Regions from separate parts of the Zea mays genome. Here regions 1 and 2 are each linked to region 3. The links are chromatin contacts, called in public Hi-C maps. All regions are on one chromosome and are shown on one strand. The core of a region is the stretch at or near the end of the contact, and the rest is flanking DNA. Distances in the headings are between cores, read along the strand shown.

What was found. A called contact is a pair of places that touch in the nucleus more often than the background predicts.
Region 1: a contact with region 3 is called in a Hi-C map of leaf, with 7 times the contacts expected there. The contact joins the promoter of LOC103649566 here to the promoter of LOC100276559 in region 3. A contact is called at or near these places in 2 of 25 Hi-C or Micro-C datasets (ear and leaf).
Region 2: a Hi-C map of leaf shows a contact between it and region 3, with 4 times the contacts expected there. The contact joins the promoter of LOC103649560 here to the promoter of LOC100276559 in region 3. A contact is called at or near these places in 2 of 25 Hi-C or Micro-C datasets (bundle sheath and leaf).

What each region holds. Positions count from the first base shown.
Region 1 is chr3:3,255,177-3,258,374 of Zm-B73-REFERENCE-NAM-5.0, forward strand. It overlaps LOC103649566, which reads left to right and starts at 1,906. Exons shown (of 3, transcript XM_008675302.3): 1 at 1,906-2,334; 2 at 2,440-2,655; 3 at 2,722-3,198. The coding sequence starts at 2,106. LOC103649567 reads left to right here. Exons shown (of 23, transcript XM_008675303.3): 20 at 637-723; 21 at 1,008-1,082; 22 at 1,243-1,343; 23 at 1,465-1,847. The coding sequence ends at 1,555.
Region 2 is chr3:2,924,681-2,927,859 of Zm-B73-REFERENCE-NAM-5.0, forward strand. LOC103649560 (protein ETHYLENE-INSENSITIVE 2) reads right to left here and starts at 1,572. Exons shown (of 8, transcript XM_008675290.4): 1 at 1,285-1,572; 2 at 1-157.
Region 3 is chr3:3,077,064-3,079,960 of Zm-B73-REFERENCE-NAM-5.0, forward strand. It overlaps LOC100276559, which reads right to left and starts at 1,453. Exons shown (of 2, transcript NM_001374064.1): 1 at 1,121-1,453. The coding sequence starts at 1,303.

The DNA of each region.
Region 1 (3,198 bases), core at 656-3,155, 180 kb after region 3:
GTAACCTGTGTTCCATCAAATGAATATTGATGGCCTGCTGGGCATCGATATATATATATATATACACACATATATATATATATATCTATATATATATGTATATATATATATATATCTATCTATATATGTATATATATATCTATATATATATATGTATATATATATATATGTATATGTATATATATATATATATGTATATATATATATATATATGTATATATATATATATATATATCCAGAGATGGGCATACCTCTCTGGGGTGCCTGTATGATGGAAGTTGCTGCTAACATTAGTTTTAGGACTTCACTTCAGAGTTGGATAAAACTAGCAGTAATCATGGGATGGAGTATTTGTTTCCCAGTTGTTGGGTACTCAGCTTAAGAACAACACCCCCCCCCCCCCCACACACACACAAATAGTTCTCATCTGTCTTGGCAACTGAAAATCGGTGCTAACATTTATATCTCCATACAGTACAATCGTATCTTTATTTTTCTGAATTACTTGGTCTACATCCATTGTAAGTGTGGAGTTTGTCCTTAATGTGCCATCTGACCGCTCTCTCTAGTGCCTAGTTCTCCTACTTGTTTGAGAAATAAATGTGCGAGCTGACAGCTTAATTAATCTCGTGCCAGGTTATTGAGTACCGTGGCGAACAAGTTAGACGGTGTGTTGCTGACTTGAGGGAAGCACAGTACCATAGAGAAAAAAAGGATTGCTATGTGAGCTACCATTTATTGTGCTTACTTATATTGTTACTTCCTGTTACTGGTGCGAAAGTAGATACATATACACAATTTTCTGATTGCTATACTTTGCTCCAAGTTTTGAGCTTTCCAATACAAATCTAGAAGAATAGGATCTTGAAGTCTTGAATTTTGGTGAAAACTTAAGAGGTTGCAGAAGCAATTTGTTGTAGCAAGAAAGAGCATAACAAATGTATGACTGATACTGAACATTTTGCACCCACTCCCCTATTTCATTGACTCTTCATTCTGCTGCGCAGTTGTTCAAGATAAGCGAAGATGTTGTCATCGATGCTACCGACAAAGGAAACATAGCGCGCCTAATTAATCACTCGGTAAACCTTCTTACCTCAGTTTCAAGTCTTCTTGCCAAATACTACATCCGTTCTCAAATATCTAGTTCATTTTTGAACTAAAATACGACAAATAAAAAAACGGAGGGAGTACATAATAGCCTGGCATAACGACAACTGATTTATCGATTTGCCCTTCCAGTGTATGCCGAACTGCTATGCTAGGATCATGACCGTCAGCGATGACAGGAGCGAGATCATTCTGATTGCCAAGAGAGACGTCTCTGCCGGAGAAGAGCTGACGTAAAATCCCCAGCCCTGCCATTTTCTTCCGATATACAGACACAGCTTCTGCGTCTTCATTTACACGAGTCCCTGAACGACACCGTCTCATCTCACCTAATGCCCGCTTCCGAATGTGTAGGTACGACTACTTGTTTGACCCTGATGAGTCCGAAGACTGCAGGGTTCCATGCCTGTGCAAGGCTCCTAACTGCCGTGGGTACATGAACTAGAAGACTAACCAACCTCAGAAACAGGGACTAAAGACTAACGTGACCCCCCTTACAGTTACAGAGGCCAAAGGCTGGCCATTTTTCCCGGAATTCTTCCGTTGGCTTCTCGGTTTATATTTACTGGAAAGTTTATTAGTTCTCGTGGCTGCCCAAGTTTTGAACCATTTTGTTTAGATATTGCGATTGAGGGCAGCCACCCCATTGTATATTCTTTCATTGTTGTAATAAGATACCAGTATAATCAAGAATGCTGACTTTGAAATGGAAAGAAGAAAAAACTCAACTTGATGCCGTCGTCTGCCTGTGACATCAATGTATTAACCACTCGCTTTGGCCTGTCCATGTCTGGACTTCGAACCAGATGACCTGATCAAACCGTGGAACTGGCAGTAATCTTGCTCTTCAATCCATCTATCATCATTAACAACATCCGTGTTGAGCCGGCAGGCCGTGTGCCCGTCCGACGACCGGGTCCCGACAGGAGAGTTTAAGCAGGCAGGGCAGGGCCGCCGTGGACGCGGGACCGAAGCAGGGCCACCGCCGCTGCACCATGACGCGTCTGCTGCTGGCGTGCCTGGCTCTGCTGCTGGCGCGGGCGGCCGTGGCGCGGGAGTACGCGGCCGTCTTCAGCTTCGGCGACTCCCTGTCGGACACCGGCAACCTGTGCGTGGACGGCATCCCGGACTACTTGGCCACGGCGCACGCGCCGTACGGCATGACCTACTTCGGCTATCCCACGGGGCGCGTCTCCGACGGCCGCGTCGTCATCGACTTCATCGGTAGGCAACGCATGCGTCCGCTTTCCCGGTAGAGGTTGGCAACCCGCGCAGGAGCTGATGAACCGTCTGTCTGTCTGTCTGTCTGTGGTGCGCTCGCGTGAGCAGCGCAGGAGCTGGGGCTGCCGCTGCTGCCACCGTCCAAGGCGAAGAACGCGACGTTCCGCCGCGGCGCCAACTTCGCCATCACGGGCGCCACGGCGCTGGACATGGCCTTCTTCGAGGAGCACGGGCTGGCGCGCGCCGTGTGGAGCTCCGGCTCGCTCCACACCCAGATCGGGTGGTTCCGGGACATGAAGCCCAACATCTGCAGCTCCCCGCAAGGTTTTTCATCCACTTCCCTTCCCCGCCTCGCCGCCTCGCGTGTTTGACGCATGGTGTATGTTCCAGAGTGCCGTGAGCTGTTCCGGCGGTCGCTGTTCGTGGTGGGCGAGTTCGGGGGCAACGACTACGGGTCGACCATCTTCTCGTTCCGGCCGCTGGAGGAGGTGCACGCGCTGGTGCCGCATGTGGTGGACGTCATCGCGCGGGGCGTGGAGGAGCTGATCGCGGAGGGGGCCGCGGACCTGGTGGTGCCGGGGTTGCTCCCCACCGGCTGCTTCCCCATGTTCCTGTCCACCTTCGTCGGCAAGCCGGCCGCGGCGTACGGGCCCCGCAGCGGGTGCAACAGGGAGCTCAACACGCTGTCGTGGGTGCACAACGCGGCGCTGCAGCGCAAGGTGGAGGAGCTCCGCGCCAGGCACCCCGACGTGCGCATCGTCTACGCCGACTACTACACGCCCGCCATCCGGTTCGTCCTCCACGCTGAGGAGTACGGCATGCTGAGGCAGACGCCGCGGGCCTGCTGCGGGGCGCCGGGAGTGGGGG
Region 2 (3,179 bases), core at 322-2,821, 150 kb before region 3:
TTCCTCTCCAGAAATGGCAGAGTGTACTACGAAGTTTATGCACCACAAGGAGGTTTTCCCAGGAAGAAAACAATACAAGAAAGGTTGGATTTTTACCAAGAGCAAGAGGTCAGCGGATCTTTGTGCTCAATGAAGCAGTAAAACCTAGCTTGTCTGCCTGCAGATAGATCCAAACAACCCAATCAGCAACAAGAAACAGAAATCCTTCGTGCAAAGTGAACCAACTTTTAGAGCGCCAAACTCTAAGGGAAAGGGAAGTTGCAGTTGCAACAGCAGCCAGAGCATAGAAAGGGCAAACCAAGAACACCTTTTGACCGAGTACCAACCAAATCCATCAAATAACATCGAAAAAAGCATTTATTTCGCAAGGAGAAACCTCAAAAGCTTCCACCTTTAAGCCAAAACTTACTTCGTAGGCGTTCCCCGACTCAGGCGTAGCTTTCCTCTCTTTCGATTTCTTCAGTCTTCATTCAGAGCCCCAAAGGAGAAGAGAAAAGCAGCCCCAGCAACACCAGGCAGTGGCAAGTCAAAAACATCACACCGAAAGGGAGGGGGATTCCTAGCACGGATAGATAGGCTAAGCTAGCGCGGCAAAGGCGCAAAGCAAGACCCCCAACGCTTGGTTTGCTTGCTCGATACACTTGAGCGAGCTCAAGCTATGCGCCCGAAGCTTCCGATTCCAACACATCCAGCAGCGACGGAAAGCTCAATTTGGGTGACAGCTACCTCGACGCGGCGGCGGGAACTGATTCTGGTAGAGAGGACCTCGATTCGGATGGTGGGGATCTCGATTTTGGCCGCACGGCGTTTGCGCCGCCAGCTCCCTCGAGTCCGAGGCAACAGCGACGGGCTCTCGAGGTGAGAAGCGTCGGACAGGACGGCGAACCAGGCACGTGACTCAGTCCACACGGCGCTGCTGACTTCGATTCGTGGGCACCGGAGCTCGTGGAGGTCGCAGCCATCGATCCCACCGATGTTGCAGAGCTCCGGCCGGGTAAAATCCTTGCCGGGGCGGCGGGTAGCCTCGGATCTGACTCTGGTCTTTGGTGTAGGGAGCTAAAAAAATAACGAAAAATGAGATCGCTTCCCGGGGACCTGCTTCCTCTCGCAAATCAGCCGCGAGGAAGCAGCAGCCCGACGGGATCCACTGACCGAATCACGCTAGTACCCCGCGCTAGGCTGCATAGATGCGGTTCCAACACGGCAAAAGAACTGGAAGAGGAGCTCGAAAAAACAGCAAAAATCGAGGGCAGGCGCAGGGAGCAAGCAATGCGAGAATCGTACCTCTAGCTGCTGCTGGTAGACGGCTGAGGGCTCAGGCCAATTAACGGGGGGAAATTCGATGCTTTTTTCTCTGGCCTGGGGCCTCTCCTTATCTGAGGAAGAAGTGGGGGGAAGGGGACGAGCTGCTGTGGCTTTCACCTTCAGCTTGCTCGCTGCTCTTTTCTTATGTGTCAGTTTTTTTTCTTTCTTTTTTTTTCCCTTCCCTCTTGGCTTCTTCGGGTTTATTAATTAAATTTTCTTGGAAGGTTATGCGCTACTGTGTACTGTTTCCTGCTGTCACGGGGTGGCAAGAGTGGGTTTTGTGGACCAGTCCTGATTTCAAGAACTGTGGTGCTTACGCTTTTTTTTTTTTTTTTGAAATTCTTGTCATCTGTTCGTCTGGGTTAATTTGCCGGTTTAAATTCAGAAATGTTAAAGGTCGGATAAACTAAAAGAAAAATCTGAAAAGAGAGCGTTGTCACAAGTGACGAAGAAATTAATTATAACTAAGTACTATATAAAACCAAAAAATGATTGTATAGTGCTGGTTGCTTTCACTGTTCGGGATAACATGAAAGCGTCAACGTGGCAACCTTTTGATTGTGTTGGACTTTGGACGCTTGGTGATTGCCACTTTTAGTTACTTGGTTCCTCACCAAGATTGGTCCATACGTTCTAGGTCCCGTGCTAATATTACCCCTTCAATTATTTTACGTGTTTACCTTTTTTACAGCTAAATACAATATCGGAGTGGTATGTTTAGCCTTTTTATCTTTACGATATTTGTCCTTAGGGACAAGGTACCGTAAAGTATAAATAAAGAGTTATTAGATAGGTGGGGTTATAGACGAGAGGTGAATATGTATATGTACACGGACCTGAACAAGTAATGTGCGATACTGCTACCATTATTGATGCACATAAAGGCGAAGAAGATTATAAGGTTAGAAATCAACTAGCATTATGATCTCCTAGCTCTCCCTTTTCATTGGTTTAGGTGGGAGTTATAGGTCCCTAAATCACTTTTATGATTGTCCTTAGATGTTATGAGCAAGGATCTTTCCTATGCAGGCGTAATTTCTATTTGGGAGCGTGTAATTTCTCTATCCGGAAGCGCGAAAGAATCCTCTAAATGTTTCTCTTCTCTCCTGTTTATATAGAAGGGAGGAGAGTTTACATGTTGTCGGATGATAGTCTGGACCAGCCGAGACCCAATAACCCCGATTTTATCTCGGGAATGGAGTCATATGCAAAACTACGCCTTCGGTCATGGCACAGTTCGAGGATGTCTTTCTTCAGTGATTATCATACCAACTACAGAGGCAAATATGTTATGTCACTTTCACGGACGTCAGGACACATTCCTTCGAACACAACATAGTTGGTATCTGGTGTAGCAATTTATACTTGATAATACTTCATGGTACACTAACATGCGCACGCGTGGCTACAGTGTTAACACGCGTACCGAATAGTGGCCTCGAGTATCCTATTGCATTGTTACCTAAGGTATGGCGACAATGTACCTATAAGACTATAACTATCACATATCACACATTTAATGCGTTGTAGGGGAGGCTTATCCGAAATGCCAGTGTTATGGACCTGTTAGCATATCATAAATGTGGTGTCCTGTTTTCAAGGTCATAATGCTATTAGTGGGACCATCCATAGCCTTTTGTCTTGTACACAACTTTATATTTAGCCATCGCAAGCCCCTTGAACACATAGGAGGCCTTGGGCCCTATGAGACTCAAGGCCCAACTTCTTATGAGCTCGAGGGACTTAAGGACCCAAGGGCCTAAGTAGAACCCCGGACAACTAAGTGTCTCTACCATTATGATTGCACCAAGACACGGGGGGGCACTTGAATCTATGTGAGTACCCTAGGGGCATGGGAGGCACAATGACTTAGG
Region 3 (2,897 bases), core at 203-2,702:
GAAAGAGAAAACGGTCCGCAGGACACTAGTTAAATGTGACTGGTATGCAGAACGCTGTTAAAAGACTTTGTTGACAGGGACTAACTAGTTTCCTACATTGAAAAATCCAAAGCCAAAATAAATAAATATTAATAATAAAACCAGTATCCTACAGACAAAAATACCAAAAGTAGAACTACTTTGGTCAGTTTTGGCAACCTAGCGGAAAGAGTAATTTACAAGGGAAGTGTAATATCATAAACCTTAGATAACTAAACTGATGTACCTAACTCAAAGCAATACACAGTTTTGGTACATGGCACTGGAGGGTAGCAACAGAAGATTAAAACCAAACTCGTTTTCTGTTTAGTTGAATCGTAATTGAAATGATACATTGTCCTGTGAGACAATGCTTTTGGGAACTGTTCTGAGCTTACTAAGACCTAATCTGGTGCCTGCAACAGTAATTTTGATAGCTTCCAGTTCAAGACTTGAAGTTTGAAGCAGGTCCACGTTTAGGCCTTTAGTCTGAAAAAGATCTACAGGCAGAGAAGTGTAGCTCTTAATGCTAAGTAAAAATATAAAGACACTTGGAACTGATGAGTTGTTTGTCATGTTCAGTATTTGCACTCTGCGCTACTGAGAAAACTTCTATCCACGTAAGTAAAAGATTGGAATGCCATAGCTTAATAACTTTCTTGTGATACAAAGATGTGAACAATTGATTGTACACACAAGACTACCGAAGCAAGAGCAAGGTAAAAAAAATCGCTCAGGTAGTCCATACTGGTTCCATACAATGTGTCACCTGAGACAACTCGATCAGTGCAATCCTGTGATTTGGACTTGTGACCACTAGCTCCATGCAAACGAACAATCACAAGAGCAGTAGCCTCTTCGCAGAGAACGATTCCGAAGACAGTGCGAAGGCCAATCCTAGGGCAAAATCTACTTGGGCATTTCATCGAGCACGCGGAAGACGCCGTGTGCCGCCAAGGCGCCAAGACATCGCAAGTCCGAAACCCGAGACTCATGGCTCCTTGACGCATTTCCCTCGAACACCATTGAACAATTAAAACACGCGCCTAGCCGGGAACAGGCGGCGGGGGGCCGGAGCGAAAGAGGGGCGAGTCGGGCGGACCTGGAAGTGGCGGCCGTCGAGCTTCCTGATGCCGTAGGCGAGGCTGACCTTGCCGAATGACTTGACGTCGGTGACGACCCCGTTGCGCTGGCATGCGCGGCGCGCCACCCGCGTCACCAGTTCCGCTAGGACCTCCCTGGTCACCGTCGTCTTCAGCAGCAGCATGCAGTCGTACAGCGGCATCTCGCTTCGCGTCGCCTTGTCGGGAAGGGGAGGAGGTTGGGTTGGGGGGGGGGGGGGGGGGGGGGGGGGACCGAAGCGTTCTCCCTCCTCCCGCTCTGCCGCCGCCGGCTGAGCTCGTGCCGTGCCTGTGTCCGACGATCCCGAACTGGTGGGGAAACGGACGGAGTGTTGCTTGGGGTTTTGCTTGCCTGTTGGGCCTTGGGGCGCCTAACTGGGCTGGGCATGTGGACCTGAAGAGACTGCGTAGGAAAACCGAGTTATACTGGGCCTGACGAGTAGGGTGTTTTTGGAAGCAAGGTATTTTTAGAAAATTAAGGTAAAAAATATTACGTTTTCTTTTTGCTAAGAGATGTTTGGCTAATCATAAAAAAACTCTGTTTAAATTATCATAGTTTAGTAGTTATCAATATATTTTTGGAGTATTTAAAACTTCACTCCAACCTAAAGAGCTTTTGTCTATGACTAGCCTGTAGCACATACACACTAAATATTATGGTTTGAGATACTTTGTCTCCAAACAAGTATTGTATGGAGTTATGTAAATAATACTATGTATGGTTGTGGCATGACATTTTAAAACTATAGTGCTAGAAAACCATGGTACTTTTCTTCCAAACACGACCGTACGTAGTAGTTTGAAACCGTGTTTTTTTTCTCAACAACAAAAAAAACACTTGTTTGAAACTGTGCACTATTTATATGATGATGGTAATTTAGCTCCAAGCTAAGCATGAGAAAAAGAGCTTGTTTGGACTGTAGCATCTCAGAAGTGTGACGCCAGTCAAATGGCAAGGCATTTTTCAAGCAGCAGAGTTATCTGGAGCAGACAAGTGTGGCTAGCTCTAGAGATGAACCAGCTGACAGAAACACTGCTAGAAACAAGGAATACACGCGTCGTCGTCGTCCACAGGCCGGTCAGAAGAAGGGAGGGAGGGAGGGAGAGAAGAATCGACGGGTGGTGTGCTAAGATCGGTCCCGACAAACACTAGACAACGCCGGGACGAGTGGCGCCCGCGGTGGCCACGCGCTCCGTGTCGCTGCGCCACGGCGCTACGGCCACCTTCGCCGCGTGGGTGGTTGCTAGCTAGCTTGTCGCCTTACTGTCGTCCCCGTCCACGTTCAGGTTCAGCCTCCTGGGTCTGGGTGGCCCCAGCCGTGCGCGGCCGCCATGCATGTACGGACTACGGAGAAGCAGGCAATCGAGCGCGGCAGGCAGGTAGCATCTGCGCGCGGCTAGGTGTCGCCGTCCGATACCCTTACTATACTTTGCACTGATGACTGATGGCACAGGCAGGGACGACGCCGGGCACACCGGCCGTACCGTGTCGCCGCTCGGCCGGGCGGGATCGGAGGTGAACGTACGTGCGCGCGAACGGACGGCGCGGCGGCTTATTGCCGGAGGGAGGGCCGGGTCGGGGCGGATGATATATATGACGCCGTACGTCATGCCCACGCCGACCGAGCGAGCATGCAGCGCAGGGCCCATGCTAGACAGTGGCCCTCCGTCGTGTCACCCTCCGGCGGATCGATCGGATTTCGGATCCCTCTCTAGATCTCCCTCCCTCCACCAGTGGGCAGTCCATCTCCACGCCAC